Linked DNA regions of Mus musculus: region 1 is linked to region 2. The links are chromatin contacts, called in public promoter capture Hi-C maps. All regions are on one chromosome and are shown on one strand. Each heading gives the region's core, a stretch centred on a gene start, on an enhancer-like site or on the middle of the called end of the contact. The rest is flanking DNA. Distances are from core to core; before and after follow the strand shown.

Region 1 (3,731 bases), core at 167-2,666, 2.1 Mb after region 2:
TATTTATTTATGGATGTGTGTGCATGTATAGGCATATACATATGAGTGCTGGAGGAGGCCAATACTGCACATCAGATCCCTGGAGCTAGGTCGTGAGCTACCTGATGCAAGTGCTGGGACCAAACTCTGATCCTCTGAAAGATCAGCGGGACTGTTAACCACTGCGCCACATCTCCAGCCCCAGCGTAAGCTTACTTGGTAAGACATTTTATATGTATGAATGCAGCTTTTTTTAATTTTTAAAAACCTTATATCATCTTTATTTAATTATTTTAGCTGCTGGCTTCCCCCTGCCCCCCAGCATTAGATTCTTCTCTTAAAATCAAAATCCACCTTCAGTGAGAGAACACTGTTCTCTAAGAGGAACACCTGGACTCTTTACAATCCCCACGTGGATTTGCTCCGATAACTGTTTAGCCTCAAAACAACATCTGCCCTTAGCCGTTCAGCATAAGCAATCAGCTGACACCAGAGATCAGTAAAGCACCCCATCTGGTGGGAAAAGTTCTTTATTATAAAGATTCGACGCCCCCTCCCCCTACCAACTTCCGGTTCTGAATGGCCACACAACGGAGGGGGGCCGGGAGTGGGGGAGCACACTGCAGCCTGAGAAAAGAAATGAGGCGATCGGAGGAGGAAAGGGAGGCTTGTGCCAACAGACGTCCAAGCCTTGCTCCTCCAGCCCCACAGGGTTTACTTGAGGTCAAGCCAGATTTTTTTACAGGAGAGGGGAGGAGAATAAAAGAAAAGAATCCCAGAGGCTCTAAACAGCAGTGCTGAGCAGGGAAGAAAACAAAATCTGACAGTGGGCCACAGGCAGGGGCAAGGGGGCCCCTCTGGAGTTCAAGGCCCCGTCTGCACACCACGCATGTGAATTTGGACAAGTTGGTTAACTACTACGCCTTGCTTCTCCCATCTGGAAAATGGGCAGCATGCCACCCGACAGCTGTGTCCGGCTGCAGGGAGGGCAGGGGTCTCCATAGCACGCCCGGGACACTGTGGGGTACGCGGGGCTGCTGTCAGCGGGCGGTCCCTGGAGCCAGCTGCTCGCGGAGTCCCCCGCTGCCTCGGTTTCCCTCCCGGCCCCCCGGGACGGAGCGTGCTGGGATGTCAGCCCTGCTGGTGCTGTCACTGCAGCCCGGTCCCTGGAGCGATACCGTGCCCACCCATCCGGGAGCCCGGCCCACTCCAGGGGGAACCCGGGTGTCCGCCCCGGACTCTTGCAAAGCCTCGGGCGGGCCCAGGGAGAGCGGCGCCCACCCACGCACCTGACCCCGCGCTCCGGCCCAGCGGCGTCTGCAGCCGCAGCCCGCACCGCGCACAGCGCACCGCGCTCCTCTCCACCCGCCCGGCAGCTCGCGCCTGGGCGCACGCAGCTGCCAGCGCTTCGGCTCTGCGCCTGCTGCAGCGGCGCGCCGCGATGACGCGGGCGGCGCGCGGCAGTGACGTCGGGGCTGCCGGCCGCCAGGCTTAGCGTAAGGCGCTTGGAGGAAGGGGACGGTGGGGACGGAGAGCATGGGGAGTGAGCCTGATGTCTACACTGCCCAAGCTGCATGCTTCGTGCATCGGCCGGTGGGTCTGTCTGTCTGTCTGCCATCTCCCTTGCGTGACCTCAGCTAGCCTAGGCTAGCACCAGGCCCTGTCCTGTGGCGGAATGCATTCGGGCTGCGTGGGTTTAGGTACTTGTGCGTGATCTTGCCTTTTTGTATGTGAGACCAAGCTCAATTTGTGAAGAATGAAGAGGCAAGGACTGCAGAGTGCAACGTTGTGAAATGTCTGAGTGACCGAGCCCGCAACGGCGAAAAAAATGTAGAATAGACAAAGGAAGGCTTGAAAGATAACTAAAAACATGCCCATAGCTCCCTAGAACCCAAATGCCTGGGCCCAGCACATCAGACATAAACAGAGAGGCCGCTCCTCTCCCTCTGTCCCCAGCAGTTGTCCCTGCTGTGGCCCGGAGATGCTGTCCCTCTCCTGTTGTGCTTCTGCCTCTCATCCCAGCACTCTGTAGTCCCAGAACTGCTTCTCCAAGCCTTCCCTTCCACCCCATTCCTCCATTATCACAGCCTCCTGCGACATCTCAAAGATTAACCAGAGCACCATGTCTCAGGTCCTCATCCATCGGTGTCAGACTGCAAACCCATGGCAGCGACAGTGCCTTACATCAGGGTCCTAATTAATATGTTATAATAAGCACCCAGTAAATACTGGGAGCTGAGGCACAACAAGAAAAACTAGATTTCCTTAGCTTGAACTTTCCACTTCTCTTTATAAACCCATCCTACAAAGCAAATATTCTCTTCTGGGAAACAACCCCAGAGAGTAGAAGTGGCCATTCATCAAGGACCCTGCCTTGATTTAGCCTCACATGTACCTTAGCAAAAAAAAAAAACAAACATACTTCACTAAGGCTCTCAAGGAGTGTATATTGGCTACAAAGAGTAATTTCTTATCCCAAAACATTGTGAAATTTTGTGCACAGGATACAGGGGCCCTAACAACAAAACAGGCATGGAAGGAAAGCATGAAGAAAAACTTTAGATTGATAAAGAAGATAAGAGAAATGAATTAGACTGACAAAGAAATTCTAAAATGTAAGCCATATGGAAAGTGTGTCTTACATAAAACTCAGTCATAGTGACTCTTCTTGCACAAGAGTGGCTGTGCATGTGAATGTGGGTTTGCCGTGCTAAGTTCTGGTTACATAATGAAAATTGTTTTGGAAACAGGTGGCACCCTAAGCAATTTATTTTATCAGCAGAGTGATTTATAGTAACCAGTCTAGCCAGTCAAGATGGAGCAACAGGGGAGAATTTGCTGTCTTATTTAATACAAGAAAAACCAAACAGGCAGTATAAAACAGTGACATTCAAGAATCAGACATTCTGTACCTTAGGTCGACAGTCCAAGGGGAGGCACACAATGAGCTGAACCCTGTACTTGCTTTGGCTTATCACCTAGAGAGAGTTATCAGGCTTCAGTACAGAAAGAAGGAATTCAGCCAGGTTTAGGTAGACTGAAATGAGGAGATAGAATTGAGAGACTATGGGTGTCAAAGCAGGAGCAACATCAGAGTACCAGAGAGGAGAAAGCTATGTGGCAAAAGAAGCCATGGAGACCTGCAGACACAGGTTCAGGGAAGAAGAACACATAAACATGAAGTGAAGAAGAACACTCACTGTGGCTAGCACAATATGGGGACTGCTCTTGGATCTACAAGTCATAGCTAAAAGATTCTCGGTGGTCATAAAGGATGCTTAAAATGCCTGATCTTCAAAGACTCTAGAAACCTCATTATTTATGACATAAATGATCTCACCTCAGTAGCAGAGCAAAAATAGCCCTACAATAAAGTCATATTATGGTCATATTTAACAACCCTAAAAACCCAGTGCCACCCCTACCCCTTGGACAATTTCAAAAACAAGCATACAAACAAAAGACCACCAAAGTACCCAAGAATAAAGCATGAGGATGCTTACAGGGAACAAAATTTAAAATATCCTGTTCCTCACAAAGTGAGATTCTCAGTGTTTCAAATTGAGATTGTAGGCAGGCATGCAAAAAGAAAAGAAAAAAGAAAACAGGAAAGAGTGATGCACAGCAGAAATGGAGAAACCCATGAATCAAGAATGCTAGAGCTAGCAGAGTTAACAGCAAGTAGAAGAGAGACATGGAAAAAAGATTCAGCCAGATCTAGACCGGGAGAGGATGTGGCTCAGCTGGTATGT
Region 2 (3,714 bases), core at 257-2,756:
ATCAAGTGAGTTCAGTGAGAAGGAGATCTAAGACCTCTGCTCCAGCCGCACCATAAGGCTGTTTCTAGTGACTGTCAGCCTAGAACTCTCACCACCTGCGGGAAGGAAAAAGTCTGCCCAAGCGAGAGCTGAACACAACTGGAGCTAGAAGTGAGACGGGGAAGACAAGTCTGGTGCCAGGATTGGTTCGACTATCTTTGGCTTCACTAACAGCCACCAGCCTCCATTTGCCTCCTTCAAGGAGTTCAGTTTGACCTTCTAAACTGAAAGGGGTCCTCATCTGTACACTGGATGGCACTGAAATTCTACCACTTCCGGAAGGCACCCTCCCTCTCAGCCTACCATCTGACGTTCACTGACCACCCCCAATACTGTGACTACGGATCCAGGATCCAGCAACGACTGTGGTGTGGTCCTCAAGCTGCCTCCGAACCTTTGACATTACATCATTATCCAATTGCCTGACTTTATTTCCAGCAGAAGACGTCCAGGAAGGTCTAACCACATGGACAATTACCCACACCACCCACCATCGTGCATATATAAACTTCTTGGTCACACTTAACACGCTGTGACAAGACCAGGTCTGGGTCAAGGTAGGCTTGAGATCTGTCCACTCACAGAAACAGGCATAATATGGTCGGAATTTCACAAGTCGGGCTGCGGTGCCTCATGTGTTCTTTCAAGACTCAACTGGTCTGAGAGGATGGGTACGCCCCTGTGCATCCCCTCAGAGTTTTAATTCTGGTTTTATGTTCTTAGCATCTCCCACTTTAAATAACCAAGTGTGCCTGGTTCGGGTGCAGAAGGGATACACTAAAGCATGTTCAACATGAGTCTGGGAAGTGTCTTCTCACTTCCTGTGTCCAAGAAGAACCCAGAGCAGGCTCCAGGAGGATTTTCCGGAAGGCTATGCCTATCTGTTTCCTGATACAGCCCCTGAGACCATTTGGGTGGGGAGGGCACAACGGCTGCCTGTCTCTGTTGGGAGTTTGAATCAAGAGGTAAAATGCAGTCATCAGAATGATCAGGGTTGTAACTTTAGATCGCCGCCGTGGAGGAAGGAAAAGGGCAGGGGCACAATCACTTCTGGGTACCCGGGGTGGATCCAAGAGGGACCAACTTCCTGCAACAGCAGGGCCTCCCCTCAGGGTCGGGGGTGGTAAGGATCACCGCTTTCCCGGGACCAGCGAGGCAGTTCCTCGGTCACACTGGTCCCTGGACCGGCTCCGGCCGCCCGGAGGTGCCCGGGGGCCCCGCCGGAAGCGAGCTGAGTCCTGCCGGGCTGCACAGATCGTTCCCCGGTTCCCGCTGGGGCAACCCCCGCTAGCCAAGGCCATCCCCGGACGGCCGCGGGCCCGTCGCTGCTCGCCCTCTCGTCCCTACCCTCCCGGGGGTGCAGCTCGCGCGCCGGGCGCCGGATGCCGGTCAGCCGGCACAGTCCCCTCACCTTACTCGCGGCGGCTTTCTGGAGGCTGCCATTCGGCGGTGACGTGCCCCAGCCCACGTCAGGGGAGCGCAGACCAGCTGATCACCCACGGCCAGGCGCGCGCACCGGGCAGGCCACTCCTCCCCTCTGTGGCGTGCTCACGCAGAGGCTCCGCCCCGCTGTAAACCCCGCCCGTTCACCGGAGTGGGCGTGGCCGAGTGTCAGAATTCCAAAACCTTTGGGCTGTTGCTTGGAGAGGGTGTGGTGTTCTGTGCAACCAATTGGGAGAGGCGCCGGTCAGTCGTCACTGATCTTCCTCTCCATTTAAGAGGAAGGACAGGCGTTTTGCCAGCTAAGGAAGCTGCATGCTTCTCCGGTTTGTTCCAGCTTTTAGGTCAGCTAAGACGAGAGAGTCGTGGCCAGCTCTGCAAGAACCTATTTTAGGGTCCTGGAGACACTGACTGGATCAGGATATAACTTGCTGAGACCTTAGAGATGTCTTCCAAATGATTATTCCCAACAGCTTCAAAACTTACTGCTCACTTGGGCTAACGATCGGGCGTTAAAGCGTCCAAACCTAGCTCCTAACCCTATGTACAAACAAAAACATTCTTCACGTAGGGCTTTTTCATCTCAGTCGGTGGCTATTCCATGTTTTAAGGGCAAAAATCTTGACGTAATATCTGCCTTATTCCCCGGTCCATGCCCCATCTGCCCAAGATCCGCTTGGTCCTGGCTTCAAAGTAGATCCGTAGCCCCACCCACTTCCATCACGTCACCTATCTGGGGTGCATCACTTCCACCTCACCTGTGTGACGCCTGCATAGAAGCCAGACCGAACCTACCCTGAGGTGTCCACTTGACCATTCTAGAATCGCCTGGGAGAAAAAGCCCCTGGGCCTGGCTGGAGGGTTGTCTTGTGTTATTTAAGACGGGCAGAACCACTCCCTAGGTAGAGGATTCTAGACTGTATAAAATCAATGGAAATGAGCTGAAGACGAGCATGAATATATTACTCTCGCCTCTTGACTACCGATGTAAGGCCTGGCTCCCTGACTAGATGAACGGAAACTGGAAGCCGAAGAAGTCCTTTACCCCTCAAATTCCTTTCGCCAGAATGTTTTATCACAACGACGGGAAAAGAAACTAAGCAGTCCCCATTTCATTTGGAGTGACTCTTCTTAATCACAGCTCACAGGTCACCTCACTCCACCTAAGCTGGCCTTCCCTATCTTTGACACTCACAGTCCCGTCAAGTGTCACCTCCTCGATGAAACCTGCTTAAAGCTGTAAACCGCTTGGACCCATCCGGGCCCCTTTCCCACAGCTTCTACTGTTGTTCACCGGAGTTCATCTTCTGAGGATAGTCTCTCTACCCTGCACACATACTATAGCCATCAGAGCAAGAGTTGTTTCTGTTGCTTAAAAATGGGCAGGAGGGCTAGAGAGATGGCTCAGCGGTTAAGAGCACTGACCGCTCTTCCAGAGGTCATGAGTTCAAATCCCAGCAACCACATGATGGCTCACAACCATCTGTAATGAAATCTGATGCCCTCATCTGGTGTGTCTGAAGATAGCTACAGTGTGTATATATATATATATATATATATATATATATATATATATATATATATAATAAAATCTTTTTTTTTAATGGGCAGAAGCTGACAGTCATCCTCACGTGTTTGCTGCTGAAATAAATGTCCCCAGATTGCACACTTCTCCGGCACAGTGGCTCTCTTGTTCATTGTTATGTCCCTAGTGCTTAGGACAACACCTGGCACTAAATGAAGGTGAGCACCTATTTTAAAAACCAAGCTGTGTCCCATCCCACGTCGACCTTGGTGAAGTCCGAGTACGCTTGTATCCAACGGGTTCAGCTGTCCTGGAGGACTGAAAGTCCCGGTTAGCATTAGGTTAGCACGTAGACAAGCCAGAAAAGAATGTGTGTGACACAGCATGTCTGTTCATTTCCTCAAGCCTGCGGAGCCAAAATGAGACTGTAAACAAGGACTGGCTCCTGCCCACGCCCAAAAGAATAACAAGAGAGAAATCTGGCAGTGCGGGCAGAGTTATAAGTGCAATCAAAACGCAGCAGCACCCATAGTCATAATTGCCCAGGAGAAAGGAGAGAAAGCAGCACTGGGCAGTCCCTGAACCAGACCTGAGTTCCTGTTTGCAAGACAGCAAAGCCACCTTCATCATCTTCAAGTTCTTTCGGGAAGTCCCAGGAAGGAGACTCTAAAAACATTGCAGAGGGTGAGCCCAGGAAGGGTTAACTGTGG

The links. Promoter capture Hi-C pulls out the DNA fragments that hold promoters and counts their contacts.
Region 1: a contact with region 2 is called in a promoter capture Hi-C map of pre-B cells, with 4 times the contacts expected there. The contact joins the promoter of Gpam here to the promoter of Xpnpep1 in region 2. A contact is called at or near these places in 1 of 39 promoter capture datasets (pre-B cells), 1 of 484 Hi-C or Micro-C datasets (CD4 T cells) and 1 of 9 other capture datasets (liver).

The regions. Positions count from the first base shown.
Region 1 is chr19:55,098,061-55,101,791 of GRCm38.p6, forward strand. It overlaps Gpam (glycerol-3-phosphate acyltransferase, mitochondrial), which reads right to left and starts at 1,417. Exons shown (of 21, transcript NM_008149.4): 1 at 1,269-1,417. Gm31356 (a long non-coding RNA gene) reads left to right here and starts at 1,483. Exons shown (of 3, transcript XR_001782666.2): 1 at 1,483-1,572.
Region 2 is chr19:53,037,064-53,040,777 of GRCm38.p6, forward strand. Xpnpep1 (X-prolyl aminopeptidase (aminopeptidase P) 1, soluble) reads right to left here and starts at 1,507. Exons shown (of 20, transcript NM_001374834.1): 1 at 1,451-1,507.